3 separate regions of the Mus musculus genome follow, and all the other regions are linked to region 2. Evidence: chromatin contacts called from public HiChIP or PLAC-seq data. All regions are on one chromosome and are shown on one strand. Each heading gives the region's core, a stretch centred on a gene start, on an enhancer-like site or on the middle of the called end of the contact. The rest is flanking DNA. Distances are from core to core; before and after follow the strand shown.

Region 1 (4,712 bases), core at 174-2,673, 75 kb before region 2:
TGCTTTATTTCCCTGTACTCATTGCTGGCTAATTAGAAAACAGATTTGTTAAAGTTTTGGCCCAAAGAAAAAGCCCAAGGCTCAAAAAAGAGACCGAAGAGAGTGACATCATTTCCTCTGACTCTTCCCTGAGGGCGTCCTGGTGTTGGGGAGAATGACTCAGGGCCCAGAAATGAAGCAAAACAGAACAATTTCCAATACTGATGATTTTGGTCCCTAACCTTCCCCAGGAAAGGATGGTATTCATGGGGGTGGGGGGTGGGGGATAAAGGAGCAAGGGAGCAAGACCTGTTTGCTCACTGAACAGACAATAAGAGAAGAAAGAAGTTCAAGCCGGATCCTAACGTGTTTTTCTGTCCCTATCCCTCTCTGTATGTGTGCTAGCACATTCAGATCCCCCAAAGTTCTTGGAATATGATGTGGTGGTTTAGAAGCTTATCATTTCTGAGGTTTGTTTTTATTATTATGGGGTTGGAAGACATTTTCACTTTGACTTTTGCAAGCAGCTATTACTCCTCTCTTGAAATCATAGGTCCCCCATAATGCCGTGCGTGCTTCAGGAAGTTCATTCCTCTACCTCCAAGAATAGGACGCACTCAAAGTTTTTTGTTCTTGCTCAGTGAATGAAAAGAAGAACTAAAAGGAAGGCATGACTGTTCCTAGGGGGTGGAGGTCTTTATTATAGCTTTAAGGGGGAGTGTAAGCAGAGGTGTGGGGAAGAGTCCAGAGTGAACTGGGCCATGGAGGAGTTCAGGGCTGGGGGAGGACGGAGGAGAGAGAAAGAGGAGAAGGAGGGATGAGAGATGAGACTCAGATCCAGAGGCAAAGAGGCCAAGAAACCAGCATAGCCAAAATGGCTGACTTACATAGAAATCAAGGAGGCTGGGTAAGGGAAAACCTGTCTAGTCCCTGGGGCGGAGAGTTTAGGGTAGGGGTCAGGGTACACCAGCTGGCTTATCTCTGCAATAGGTCTGGTGATACTGAAGGAGACTGGCAGATTGGATCTGTTTCCATATGTTATTATGCACCTCAGTTAGCTATTTAAGACCCAACAGCTAGGTAATGTTAGAGTACTGATACTTCTATACAATGTATGTTAAATTCTTTGCATTAAAGGCATTTGAAAGAACATAGGGATTATTCTGACAGACCCCACAAGGCAGATCCTAGGAGTTTGTTAGTCAGGCTACTGAGACAGACAGACAGACGGACAGACAGACTCACTAGGTTGATCTAAAGCTCCATTGAATCCTACTGAAGCCTGGGAAGAAAGCATACCCCATTTTCAGCTCTCCCTGGAGCTTCTGAAAGTAGAGATAATTGCTATCTATGTTATCAGAAAGCATCAAGCTTAAGGCCACAGGACTTCTGCAAGAGCTGACTGAGAGACTCAGATTACAGAAGGAATCTGAGGAATCTAAGAAATGCCCTTGAAATTCCTTGGTAGAATCTGACCTGAGAATCACAATCCATCAGTTTCCTCAGCAGATGCCTCCGGGGATACCTGACCTTGAACTCAGTGCCCTCTGCTCACTCTCCTGAATGTCATGCATCTATGCATGCATCTCTTGATGGCCTCAGGACAGGCTACCCCAAAGCCAGGAACACTGGCATTTGAGAAAGCTGCATTTGAGAAGTAGGAAGACCACTCTGCCTTCTGTCCCCACTCTCAAGCACAGCACAACTGTATCATTGATGAACTAAACACCGATGCATTGAACCTTACTGAGACCAGACTGTGACTAAAACCACAGATGTCCGCAGAGTTTAGGCGGGACATTAAGGATACAGTGTTACAAATAAATAGAAAATGCAGCCATCCCTGATTCTGCCAGGCAGAAATTGCTTCCCTGCAACATCTGCTTGTTTCTTGGCTCAGGTAGAAAGCTGGACTACATTTCTCAGCCTGTGTTGCAGTGGGGTAATGGTCTGGGAAGAGCCTGGGCCCTGTGTCTGTGGAGGAAGGTTTAGCAGAGAAGTGAAGCCCTAGCAAGGCTATTAGATGAGCAACTATGGTCTGGATGTCACATGTTTGTCGCGTCAGCTTTGCTTGTCATCAACATATATGTTATATAAATAATACACACACACACATATACATGTCACAAAAGTGAAGCACAGATTTTTTTTTTTAAAAAAAGCACAAAATCGGGGAACCTGACATAATCTGAGGAAACAAAGTCAGAACAATTTCTCTTGGGAATTCTGAAGATAAATAGCACTTCACTGGAATCAAAAAAAAGTAGACAGGGCAGGGCTGGAGAGATGGCTCAGTGGGTAAAACCACTGATTGTGCTTCCAGAAGTCCTGAGTTCAATTCCCAGCAATCACCTGGTGACTCTAAACCATCTCTAATGGGATCTGATGCCCTCTTTTGGTGTGTCCGAAGACAGCTACAGTATACTTCTATTAAAATAAAATAATACATAAAATAAATAAATAATTCTAAAAAAAAAAATACTAGACAGGTCAAGAACAAGAAATTCCTAACAAGGAGAAGCTGGGAAAAGAGAACTTGATGTGTGTTTGAAGGAGAAATTAAAGATGCCCTATAGGATTTTGGGAAACACGTTTTGAGGAGAAGGCAGTGAGAGCATTTGAACAAGTGAAGTTTATGATGCCCAGGTCTGTGCAGATGTTGAAATGCTAAGTAGTCGAGAGGATTTTGTGGCAGGAAGAGCCTGGCAGGTCAGCTGCCCTTGAATAATCATTATGACACAAGGGAGGGAGGGAGGGAGAGAGGGAGGGAGAGAGAGAGAGAGAGAGAGAGAGAGAGAGAGAGAGAGAGAGAGAGAGAGAGAGAGAGAGAGAGAGAGGAAATAGTGACTTTTCAAGAAGTAAATGCAGGCGGGGCGTGGTGGTGCACGCCTTTAATCCCAGCACTCGGGAGGCAGAGGCAGGCGGATATCTGAGTTCGAGGCCAGCCTGGTCTACAAAGTGAGTTCCAGGACAGCCAGGGCTACACAGAGAAACCCTATCTCAACAAACTCAACAAACCAAAAAAAAAAAAAAAAAAAAAAAAAGAAGAAGAAGAAGAAGAAATGAGTGCAGAATGGACTCCCACTGAATGCCAATTCAAGAGAAGGATCTAGAAAGAAATTTTCAATGAAAACTCAGAAGGAGCCAAGAGAACTGGCTGAGAAGGAAGGTCTAAAGGCCAAGGGAAAGAAGCTGCACACACCTCAACACGCCGTGTTAATCTAGGTAAAAGAAGAGCGAATGTGTCTGTGACGGTTTTGAAAAAGAGGAAGGATTATGGGGTGGAAAAAGCTGAGGGTGGTCACAGACATTGCTAGATTGGTCGCATGCAAGTTCAGGTTGAGAAGTTCTTACACGATGACACGTTTACAAATTCTGGCTAAAACGGTCCACTCTGTACTTTCCCCTTTTCTTTTTTAAACAGTGCTGGGGCTGGAGCTTGGAGCCTCCTCTGTACCAGACACGCCCCCCGGCCCCGGCCCCCACCCCCAGCCCGGGGCAGTGCTTCCAGCTTTGCCTGTGGATTTGCACCCAGTGCCTGGTGCCTCACGTGTCTTCAGGTGCTGTTTGGGTCTGTGCTGCCATCAGGGTAAGGCAGAAAGTGGAAGGAGCTGGAGAACAGAGTCAAATATTCCATTGTAGCTAGTGACACAAATATCATTTGCACTCCAAGTTCCCTTCGCTGCGGTTTCCTCCATCCCCTTTGATTCTGCAAAGTTGTTGAAAACTGATTGCGTTTGGAATCATTTCAATAACCAAAAAAGGATCCGGCCACTTCCCTCACTTCTTCCTCTTTACCCGCTATTCATTTTTCTCAGTTCTCTTACCTTTGGCCATGGGTTGAGCTTCCCCATTCTCCACTTCCCAAAGTCCAAATTAGTACTTCTGGTTGGCATAGCATATTGACTTAAGGGGATTATAAAAATGCTTCTCTGGCCATTTCTTCTGCCTTTCATTCCCTCTGCCTTAAAACACAAAACTAAACCATACAAAAAGAACAACTAAAACCCCTGTTTGATTCTCTGTTTATCTCAGCACATTTCCTACCAAGGAATCTATTTCTCCTGTCTTATTCCTTCGTGGTTTATTTTCTCATTGCCAATTTCTGTGTACTTCTGCCTTTAAAACAGTCTCCCTTTTTACTGTTTTCCCCAGGGTACAATGCCACCTAACATTTTCTTCACTTTCCAAGTACTGTGTGTTTAGGGTGAGTGTGACAATGTCTCCCCCCATAGAACTCCTCCCTTGCTTCCTCTTACCATTCTGTCTAAGATACCACCTTGAATCATTAAAGGAAGAAGACATGTGCATCAAAAAACAGATAAAATATGATGTTTTCCTAAAAAAAAAAAAAAGTCATAGTGAGCAGGTGTGTATACGTTGACACAGACAATGCTGGGCATGGTGGCGCACGTCTTTAATCCCAGCACTCGGGAGGCAGAGGCAGGCGGATTTCTGAGTTCGAGGACAGCCTGGTCTACAAAGTGAGTTCCAGGACAGTCAGGGCTACACAGAGAGACCCTGTCTCGAAAAACCAAAAACCAACCAACCAACCAAACATTGACACAGACAAGAGTGGTGGTGGGTTTTCCCAAAGGAGGGGTAGAGAAACCAGGGAGGCTCCCTGGAGAAGGTGAAGAGACAAGAAAGAAGTCCCATGGAAACGCAAAGGTATGAGAAGGTAGTAGTATTTTAAGGAGAAACACTTTTCAAAGCTAAAGGAGGTGGGGCTA
Region 2 (4,721 bases), core at 1,240-3,739:
CTGTAAGATAAGACTATAGAGACAACCAGACTCTCACCCCCCAGCCTTAGGAATTCAGAGTCCTTGCAACCAGCTCTCACTAAACCTTCCGGGGTGGGGGTGGGGAGGACACAAAAGCGACCGCAGGTATAGATGGAGAGTCTGCTTGCCAGGAAAGAAAACAAAGCTAACAATCTTCTGCTGAAAAATGAGTTCATTTAGTATTGAATGGTAAGCTGGTCTTTCCCCAGACTTCTACCACAACGCAGTTCCCAACATGTCAAGCGCTGGAGTCCCAGAGTTCATTTCTAAGCTGTTTTCCAGTCCCCACCCGTCCACCGCCAGGGCTTCCCAAGCTGCGTTGCTGAGTGTCCCACACTCACCCACCACGCTGTCTACTGATTGCTGCCTCTCTTCCTGGCAGGTCTCCACCTTTTTGATTTTGATATTCCCAACCGCCAAGACGGTGCCCACCTAAAGAAGCCCAGAGAACATATACGTGTTGGACCGCAAGTGGGGTCCCTGAAGCTTATTTCTCTGATGAAATTCATTGCAGACTGGAGGGGAAGGGTTATGCTTCTCACATGACTACATGTTGGAACTCACAAACATGCGTGGAACCCATCCCTAGCCTACTAAGGCTGCTAATAAGCTATCTGGAGGCATGGGCTGCCAGCAGTGGGTGGGGCAACAGAAATTTTTCTTCCAGTCCCTACGCAGGGAGTGTGGTTAAATTTAGATGGAATTTTACCTGGGACAGAGTTCAGTGCTGGTTCCTTCCAGATTTCCCTGCTCTGTGTCCCATCCCCCACACCTCCCACCCGCGAACATGGCTGTCTCCATGCTTCATGCTGAAATTCTACTATAGATCTGCAGTCCGGAATTTTTCCTGTTCTCTACACAGAAGTATTGCTTCCCCAGAACAGCTGAGCACAGTTTACTAACTTTTAGGAGGGAAGCGGTCTGTTGGGAGTGCTTCTTGCTACTTTGTTAATGATTGCCAACTATCCCTTCAGCTGCACCCAATCACCTATGCCAGGTGGGTAGGAGTCTTCAGAATAGTTGGTAAGGCTGTGAGATTTAAAGACAGACCTGGATTTGGGTCCTGATTCTACCTCTAATTTACAAGGTCTAGTCATGTGACTTCTTTGAGCCTCATCTGTAAAATAGGAATCATTATAAAGAAAAAATATGTATAATACTTTTGTGACTCTGGTAATACACCCTGTATCAGTCAGAGTGTGAAGGACTTTTCCTTTATGGATTCTTTTTTTTTTTTTTTAATTCAGTACAAACCACAAAGTATACATTTCTAAATATCATAAAGGAGAGTAACATTTCAAGAGATTTGAAATTATGATCGATTCCTTCCTTCCTTCTTCTCAAACTGCTGTGAAGCCAGTATGCGACCTGATGTGAGTGTCTGGTTGTGTGGATGGGAGAGGGAGAGTGGTCTGCCCTAGGATGCGACTTTCAGAGCTAAGTAAGGATGCTGCCCAGTCACCCGCGGCTGAAGATGGATCCCGGGAGTCCGTTCCCTTCTTTAATTCCCGTGTCCACAGCTTCCTCTCTTTCTCTGCCTTGACTTTATGAATCTGCAAGTGGTCCAAGATTCCCCCCACCCTCCCTTTCTTTCCTTTCCTTTTTTTTTTTTTTTTCTCTCCACACAGCTCACAACAGCTGCAGGGTAGTGGGGGTCGGCGGATGGTGGCAGCTGTTTGCACGTATGGGTTCTCTGTCATTTCCCTGTGTAAGGCAGGGGCTGTTTGTATATATCACAAGCCGCCACCTGGCAAGATGTTTGGTTCCATCCATGTTTGAAAGTTTTGCGCATGGGATCATGAATGCAGAGGGTAGGAGGAGCCTTGAGATCTGGGTTCCAGACCCTTGCTGCCTTTCAGTCTTAGTTACTAAGCATCCCACCCCGGTCTAGTTACAGCCTCCTGTGTATACTCACTGTCTAGAGCAAAGAGTGCTCTTTATCCTACGCAGTTAATTCTCAAAGGCTTCGCGATTGGTTTGTATATGGCGTTTTCATTTAAAAACCATTGTAAGTGAACATCAAAATAAATTTAGGAAGGGGCAAGCAGTATGTTCATTGCTACCTATGAGGCAATTCAGGATTTTGAGCCTAAAAACCTTTAAAAATATATCATGCCGTCGCCAAGAGGAAGAGGCAGGACCCATGAGCAGGACCTTTGTATTTACGTATTTACCTTACTACTGAGGTTTGCACAACTGTCTCATATCTTCGGAGCAACTGGGCTCCAGTGGAGAGTGTCCTGTTCTGTTTAGTGTGGGAATAACTGAGGCTCAAAGAAAAGAACCATTAAGGATTTGTCTGGACCCTACAGGCGGGCGGGCGGGCGGGCAGGCAGGCGCTGAAAGCAAAATTTAATCCCGCATCTGTTTTTCTGTTTCTGTTTCTGCTAAGACACAGGCTTTTGTTATGCAGCACTGGCTGGCTCTAGATATGCGGACCAGATAGTTCTTGAATTCAGAAACCTGCCGGCCTTTGCTTCCAGAGTGTGAGGATTAAAGGTGTGCACCACCCAGACCTGGCTCAAGCCTCTTCCTCAGAATGCCACTTGCTTAAACACACATCATCACGCAAAACAAAGAACCCAAATACTTGAATCTTCAGGGTCCCATGCATTACTGTTTATTGAAAAATGTCACTAACAAAAATTCAACTTCGGAATCACATTCACTAAATTCCACCTTGCTCAAACTTTTTGAGCACTTTTCTGTTCATTTTCAAGACAGGGTTGGTTTCTTTCTGTAAACCAGGATAGCTTCAAACTCATAAAGATCCACCTGCCTCTGCCTCCCAAGTGCTGGCATGAAAGATGTATAACACCACTACCCCGCTAAGCACCCTTGAACTTTCCTGCCTGTGAGGCATTGTTTTGCTTCTTAGACTTTTCTTTTCGGCCCATTGTTTAAAATGTAGTCCCCACACCCCACCGCCACACCTTTCCTAAATGTCTCCACTTTAATGCTAAGCATAGGCATTTGGAGCGAGGGTAGCAACCTTGGAATAGATAAGAAAGATCCGGAGAGAAGCCTGTCACCCGCTCCATCTCCTGTGCAGGCTGCAGAGCCAGGGTCGTTCTGTGTGCAGTCATTATCCATTGCTCCTGGCTCACTCTTGTCCACTAGGCCTGTCTAATCCACTCCTCATTCTCAAGTGCTCTAACACACACACACACCTCTATACTCCCTTGGGCTTGGGAAATACTTGCTTTGTTTCCTAAATACTCAGGATATAGTAGGTACTTAGCAATTGTATAGTAAGTGCTGGAATGTGCGTATGGACAAAAGAACAAATGAATACTATACTCTCACAAGTAGTTTACATTTGAAGGAGAGCAGATATGAGGTTGGCTCTTTTGGGTCCCTGTTGGGATCTAGCCTAGCAACCTTCAGTGCTTTTTTAAAAAAAAAAATAAAAAAAGTGGCCTGTTTTAGGCAAATAGCCATCTTCCCCAGCATCATCTCCCAGCATCTATTTCGAGAGACGAAACTTATTTCAAAAGAAACATTTACAACTTTAACTATCCCAAGGGACCATAGATGCCTTTGGTTTCAGGAAACTTGTCAGTGTGGCTGAATAGAGGGAAGCACGGTGCTAAGCAGAACGTGAGGAGAGCTGAAGGAAGCCGAGGCTTCAGCAGCCCAGAGGAGGAGCTTGCTCCTAGAACAGATAGCGATTGCAGACCATGCTTCGTCTTCAGCTGTGTCAAGTATGATCTCATCAGAGAGAAGGAGAGACGATAGAACACTCTAGGCAGAGAGTTACATGGCGAAGGAAGGAAATGGTTATTCCACACATCCTGAGATAGGAGCGTCCAAAGAGAATTTATTTATTTATTTATTTATTTATTTATTTATTTATTGAGCCAAGAGCAGGCAGGCGCTCACAGCAGAATGCTTACCTAGCATGTGTGGGGCCCTGGGCTCCAGGCCCAGTACCCCACACATACAAGTCTTGAACTGAGGCATATGCAAGGTCCCCCATGACCAGTATGACACGGATGACCCGGTAGTCACTCACCTCAGCAGTTGTGGGTAAAATAATCCAGTCATCTTGAAGAGAAGCTCTCAGCCTAGGCCCCTCTGGAAACAGGTCTTGAGATGCCCTGGAAAGAGGCAGTGTTGTCCACCCGTGTGTAGGGGACACTGGGCTTATAGCAAAGGAAGTGAAAGCGTCCGTCCGAGAGGGGGAAAAACTGAACATTCCCAGTAAGGGTAAAGTGCAGACACAAGCCGTTTTCCCAGTGTGGGTTGGAGGCGTTAGGAAGTTTCTTGATGGTGGAGTCTCTATAAGAACAAACAGGACTCAGTCACCCTTTCTTCTTTTCCCTCCCTCGGTACATCCTGAAACCTGAGGCCTGTTTTTGTTTTGTATTTTTTGTTCTTGTTTTTCAAGGCAGGGTATCTTTGTATAGGCCTGGCTGTCTTGGAACTCACTCTGTAAACCAGGCTGGCCTTGAACTCAGAAATGCGCCTGCCTCTGCCTCCCAAGTGCTGGGATTAAAGGCGTGCGCCACCAGTGCCCAGCTTGTTTTGTTTTAATAGTCTAGAAATAAATTACTGGGGGAGAAAGAGACTAAGACGTACTACAGGTCATTCAGGCCAGCCTGCTTTGCTTTTGTGTTTAGAGGTCGCGTTGCACGTTCTAACCAGTTATTTCTATTGACATAAAACTGGTGAGTGAATATTGGGTCCTCCAAATCCTA
Region 3 (4,563 bases), core at 1,056-3,555, 110 kb after region 2:
GGATGAGTCAACTTGCCAGCCCCCACATGATCCTCCTTAGAAATGCAGGCAGGGGTGAACATTGTCCAAGGCTCTCCCTTGGAATTCTCCCTGCAACCAATTTGAGAGCCTGTGCACAGGGGATGGGTTGGCCTCTCCCTTGCCCCCACCCCCACCCCGTGGCTCTCCAGTCATTCTTCCCTAAAGGCAGATGGGTATCTAGAAGTCTTTCACAAACGGCTCCAGGGGAACCCAGGAAGCTGTCAGCACAGACCTGGAGCCGAAGGGGTCAGCCTGGAAGTAATCCACTGGCGTGTGGCTTCTCCCCGAAAATAGATCCTAGGCCCACCACAGGCTTGCTGTTGTAAGACAAGGCAACCTTTGAACCAATTTAAGAGGTAGATTTTTCAGCCGGCAAAGCCAGTGCACATACACAGAAGAGTTTTAGAGCCCAGTGGAGGCTGAGTCACCAAGAGAGGACGGCTGGCTCATGAGACATCTCCCCGACTTGAAGGCTTCCAGGCCAAGAAGAGATTTGTAACCCGTGCAACACAGAAATAGCAGCCATGCCCCCACTAGCTCTCCCATCTCAGGAAGGCCTTTCTCATCTCACACCAGTGAGACCTGTCCTCACCACTCATCCTCTCCCTCTGCGGCCTACACATTCTCCGACCCAGTCTTTCCACTTCAGAATGATGGAGTGTCTCCTTCTAAGGGACTTTGGCCTCTCACAGGGAGGAAGAAACGTGCCCAGTAGGCCCTAAGGAAATGCTCACGGGGTGGACCAACAGACTCCTCGTTCTTCCTTCAACTAAGCACATGTTCAAGATCCCCTCACAGGACTGCTTCATGCTCATCTAGAGCTCAGTGCTCTATTCCATCTTCCTCTGTAGCCAAATTACCCTACCCAACACACACACACACACACACACACACACACACACACACCTCACACACACCTCACACAAACACCATACACATACACACACATACACACACCATACAAACACCACAGGCACACACACACACACACCTTACACTAAAATTAATAATAATAATAATAAAGTATTGTTTATGCCCAGAAAGAATTAACAAATCAACTCATAATAAAGTAAGACAATTATAATAATATAACCTAATAAACATTTTGTGAGTGTGGGCTCTCTCTCAAAATGTCTACCGTCTCTCTACTTAGAAGAAGCCCTGCGTGGCTTCTCCTTGGCACAGCCCAACCCACTACAATCCGCTCTTGTTCTCTGAGGATGAGGTCAAGGAAAGTGAGAGTTGCGAGGACCTTGGCACTATGACAATGCGCCTATCAATCTGAAAATGGAGTCAGCTGTCTATACGAAATGTTCCTCCCACTCCAAAGGGAAGAAGATAATTGATTCTTATATGATTCAAATACGAGTGACCATGGACTGGGAACACAGGTTCCCCTTGTCCCAGAATAATGCATCCCAAGGTGGAGACAGTTTGGAGAACTTTATAGCTAAGGACAGGATTAGGGACTCAGGCACTGTCTGGTAGCATTCTTGGTTTGGAGGTGGGTGAAGGTTAAGCTCTGGTTCCTGTATTCCAGCAGGATTTACCTGATCACAGGAAGGATGTTACTAAAGATAGGAATGATAAGAGGCTATTAAGCAGACCAAAGATAACCAAAGAGGAGCCTGGATCGACAGCATTCCAACTCTTCGTAATCGTTACATTTTAATCAGTTCATCAGCCCAGTGGACTCTTTAACATAGGTGTGGCTCTTTTCTTCTTCTTCTTCTTCTTCTTCTTCTTCTTCTTCTTCTTCTTCTTCTTCTTCTTCTTCTTCTTCTTCTTCTTCTTCTCCTTCTCCTCCTCCTCCTCCTCCTCTTCCTCCTCCTCCTCCTCCTCCTCCTCCTCCTCCTCCTTCTCCTCCTCCTTCTCCTCGGAACTCAGTTCACGCCCATCCTGAAATCAAATAACCCACTGCATGGTGGCTTCCAGAGGAGAAGGACCCTTTGTTGGGGGGGGGGGGCGGGGGAGGTTCTCAAACAACCAAGGTTTAACCACCTGCTCAGCATTTAACTGCTCAGAAGAGGCCAGATTAACCAAGCAAAAGACTCCCATGGATCCTTTGTGCCTCTATCAACCCAGCCAACTTCCCTGGAGCTTTGGGGACCATAGGGACAGTAATAAACTGAATTCCTGCAGTCCTCCGGAGGGATACACTCTGGCCGGTGAGAAAGGATGCTAGCAGGTCGAGTGAGAGGTGCTGAGGCCACAGACAGGACTTCCCCAGCTCCACCCTCCTCTTCTGGGACCCTCCCTCCTAGAGAAGTCATGGTCCTGTTTGCATGTGGCGTTGCTGCCCCCTCCTGGGAGATGCTGGCAGCTGCTCCTCATTCCCGAGCCGCCCAGCCTGTTCCAAAGCCTCTGTCTGCACTCACCATGGGGGTAAACTTTTTCATTGAGATCATTCCCATTAAAATCACCCAGGTCAGCCAGGCTGGTGGCTGTGGAGCAGGCCTGTAAGCCCAGCCTAGACAGGAGGATTTGGAGGTCGAGGATGGTCTTAACAACTTAGTGAGACTCTATCTCCTGAGAGTAAAAGCAAAGAGCAGAGACAGGATATTGCACTTGCTGACTTGATCAATATTAGTGGGGTGCCGGAGATGGGGGGGGGGAGGAGTGGAATCTATTAAACTTGTCTTCCTTCTTTTGGTTCATATTCCTTGGGTCTTCATTTAATCTGTCTTTTTGTCCCCAACCGGCAGCTCCCATCAAGAGTGGAGTTTGGCACACAGGGTGCCTCTGTGGCCTCAGGAAGGCAGGGACTGATGCTCCAGAGCCTATCAGCTCTGGCCACTTGGTGCCGTGGCACCCCTTGCCTGAGAGCAAAAAGTTCCTTGAACCTTGAACATTATGGGGGGAAGGGGGGGGGGGAGCGGTGCACACTTGCAGATCATCTGGGCCCTAAGGTACACCTGCTTCCAGACAGTGCTCTTGCCTAGCATGAATAAGCTTTGGCTTATAAAGTAGGCTGAGATAGCTGGGGCTAGCTCAGTTGGTAAACTCCACCTAGCCCTGGGCTCATCTCCAGCATGGCCTAAGACCCAGTGTACCAACATATGCTTGTAATCGCTCAGGAGCTAGAGGTGGGAGGGTCAGAAGTTCAAGGTCATCTTCTGCTGCACAGTGAGTTTGAGGCCACCTGAGGTACCGGAAATCCTGACTCTAAAATTAATAATAATAAAGTATTGTTATGCCCAGAAAGAATTAACAAATCAACTCATAATAAGTAAGACAATTATAATAATATAACCTAATAAACATTTTGTGAGTGTGGGCTCTCTCTCAAAATGTCTACCGTCTCTCTACTTAGAAGAAGCCCTGCGTGGCTTCTCCTTGGCACAGCCCAACCCACTACAATCCGCTCTTGTTCTCTGAGGATGAGGTCAAGGAAAGTGAGAGTTGCGGGGACCTTGGCACTATGACAATGCGCCTATCAATCTGAAAATGGAGTCAGCTAACAGGAGGGGCAGACCCTGCCTCCAGGCCAATTCATGCCCGAGAGGTGGTTCAGATGCTGTGAGATTCTAAATGTACTACCCAGAACTACTCGAACGGCAAGCAACTTAAAACTTATAATGGAAGCCGGGCGTGGTGGCGCATGCCTTTAATTCTAGCACTCGGGAGGCAGAGGCAGGTGGATTTCTGAGTTCAAGGCCAGCCTGGTCTACAAAGTGAATTCCAGGACAGCCAGGGCTATACAGAAAAACCAAAAGCCAAAAATCAAAAAACAAAAAACAAAAAAACAAAACAAACAAACAAAAAAAAACCCAACCAAACCCCCCCAAAAAAACAACAAAAAAAAAAAAACGAACAAACAAAAAACAAAGAAACAAAAAAATTTATAATGGTTTATTTCTGAAAATATCCCTTCACGCTTTTGGACCACTATTGGCTGTGTCCAGCTTGCTACGCTGTTGTGAGCCATTTCCACCACTCAGCCCATTTTGGGCTTCTCTAGCAGACATCAGACTATTGCTTAAACTCTGGTCCTTAGAACCCATGTAAGTAGAAGTATAATGGCACTTAAACTCTCTCTCTCTCTCTCACACACACACACACACACACACACACACACACACACACACACACACACACACGGGGGGGGGGGGGGGGGGAGGGGGGGGAGGGAGACGGAGATGGAGACACAGAGATAGAGAACAAAGTAACCAATCAGTCCTAGAGAAACAGAAAAGTAAAAAAGAAGTCAAGTTTGCTCAACCTGTGTAGACACCAAAGCCAAGTGGGGCCCCAGGTCCTGCTGCCAGGCCTGCCCTGCTCTACTGCTCCCTGTCAGGATCTGGCCTCTCTTTACTATGCTTAGCCCTTGCTCTTTAAGTAGTTTTCCAGCCTACAGACTACTCCTTTTCTTCAGTTGTCGGAGAAGCGACCTCCACTGGTGTTTCCTTTTAAGACCTTCTCCTTTGATTGTTTGGGGTATCTGTTTGTGTGATTTGTGTGAGGGCGGTTGTTTTGGCTTGGCATGGGGATGCTTTGTTCTTTTAGAGACAGATCTCAGGTATTCTGGGCTGGTCTCCAACT

The links. HiChIP or PLAC-seq counts read pairs in DNA pulled down with a chosen protein or histone mark.
Region 1: a contact with region 2 is called in an H3K27ac HiChIP or PLAC-seq map of embryonic stem cells, with 14 read pairs. The contact joins two enhancer-like sites. A contact is called at or near these places in 7 of 39 promoter capture datasets (the C10 cell line, embryonic stem cells, epiblast stem cells and 1 more), 1 of 15 datasets of contacts at CTCF or cohesin (the NIH/3T3 cell line), 25 of 484 Hi-C or Micro-C datasets (bone marrow-derived macrophages, embryonic stem cells, erythroblasts and 4 more), 25 of 115 datasets of contacts at active chromatin or transcription factors (CD8 T cells, bone marrow-derived dendritic cells, bone marrow-derived macrophages and 7 more) and 4 of 9 other capture datasets (adipose tissue, embryonic stem cells, liver and 1 more).
Region 3: an H3K27ac HiChIP or PLAC-seq map of embryonic stem cells shows a contact between it and region 2, with 6 times the contacts expected there. The contact joins two enhancer-like sites. A contact is called at or near these places in 1 of 39 promoter capture datasets (embryonic stem cells), 1 of 15 datasets of contacts at CTCF or cohesin (embryonic stem cells), 30 of 484 Hi-C or Micro-C datasets (the HL-1 cell line, bone marrow-derived macrophages, embryonic stem cells and 6 more), 18 of 115 datasets of contacts at active chromatin or transcription factors (CD8 T cells, bone marrow-derived macrophages, embryonic stem cells and 5 more) and 4 of 9 other capture datasets (adipose tissue, bone marrow-derived macrophages, embryonic stem cells and 1 more).

The regions. Positions count from the first base shown.
Region 1 is chr5:53,539,027-53,543,738 of GRCm38.p6, reverse strand. No RefSeq gene overlaps it. Among named protein-coding and RNA genes, the nearest start is that of Gm40304, 5.7 kb to the left of the region's middle. Within about 2 kb of position 1,423, at least 85 of the 459 cell types and tissues checked have an H3K27ac peak or open chromatin away from gene starts, as enhancers often do. A contact at or near this core is called in adipose tissue and embryonic stem cells, where this site is marked.
Region 2 is chr5:53,465,544-53,470,264 of GRCm38.p6, reverse strand. No RefSeq gene overlaps it. Among named protein-coding and RNA genes, the nearest start is that of Gm40304, 79 kb to the left of the region's middle. Within about 2 kb of position 2,489, at least 21 of the 459 cell types and tissues checked have an H3K27ac peak or open chromatin away from gene starts, as enhancers often do. A contact at or near this core is called in adipose tissue and embryonic stem cells, where this site is marked.
Region 3 is chr5:53,352,998-53,357,560 of GRCm38.p6, reverse strand. No RefSeq gene overlaps it. Among named protein-coding and RNA genes, the nearest start is that of Gm40303, 88 kb to the right of the region's middle. Within about 2 kb of position 2,305, at least 46 of the 459 cell types and tissues checked have an H3K27ac peak or open chromatin away from gene starts, as enhancers often do. A contact at or near this core is called in adipose tissue and embryonic stem cells, where this site is marked.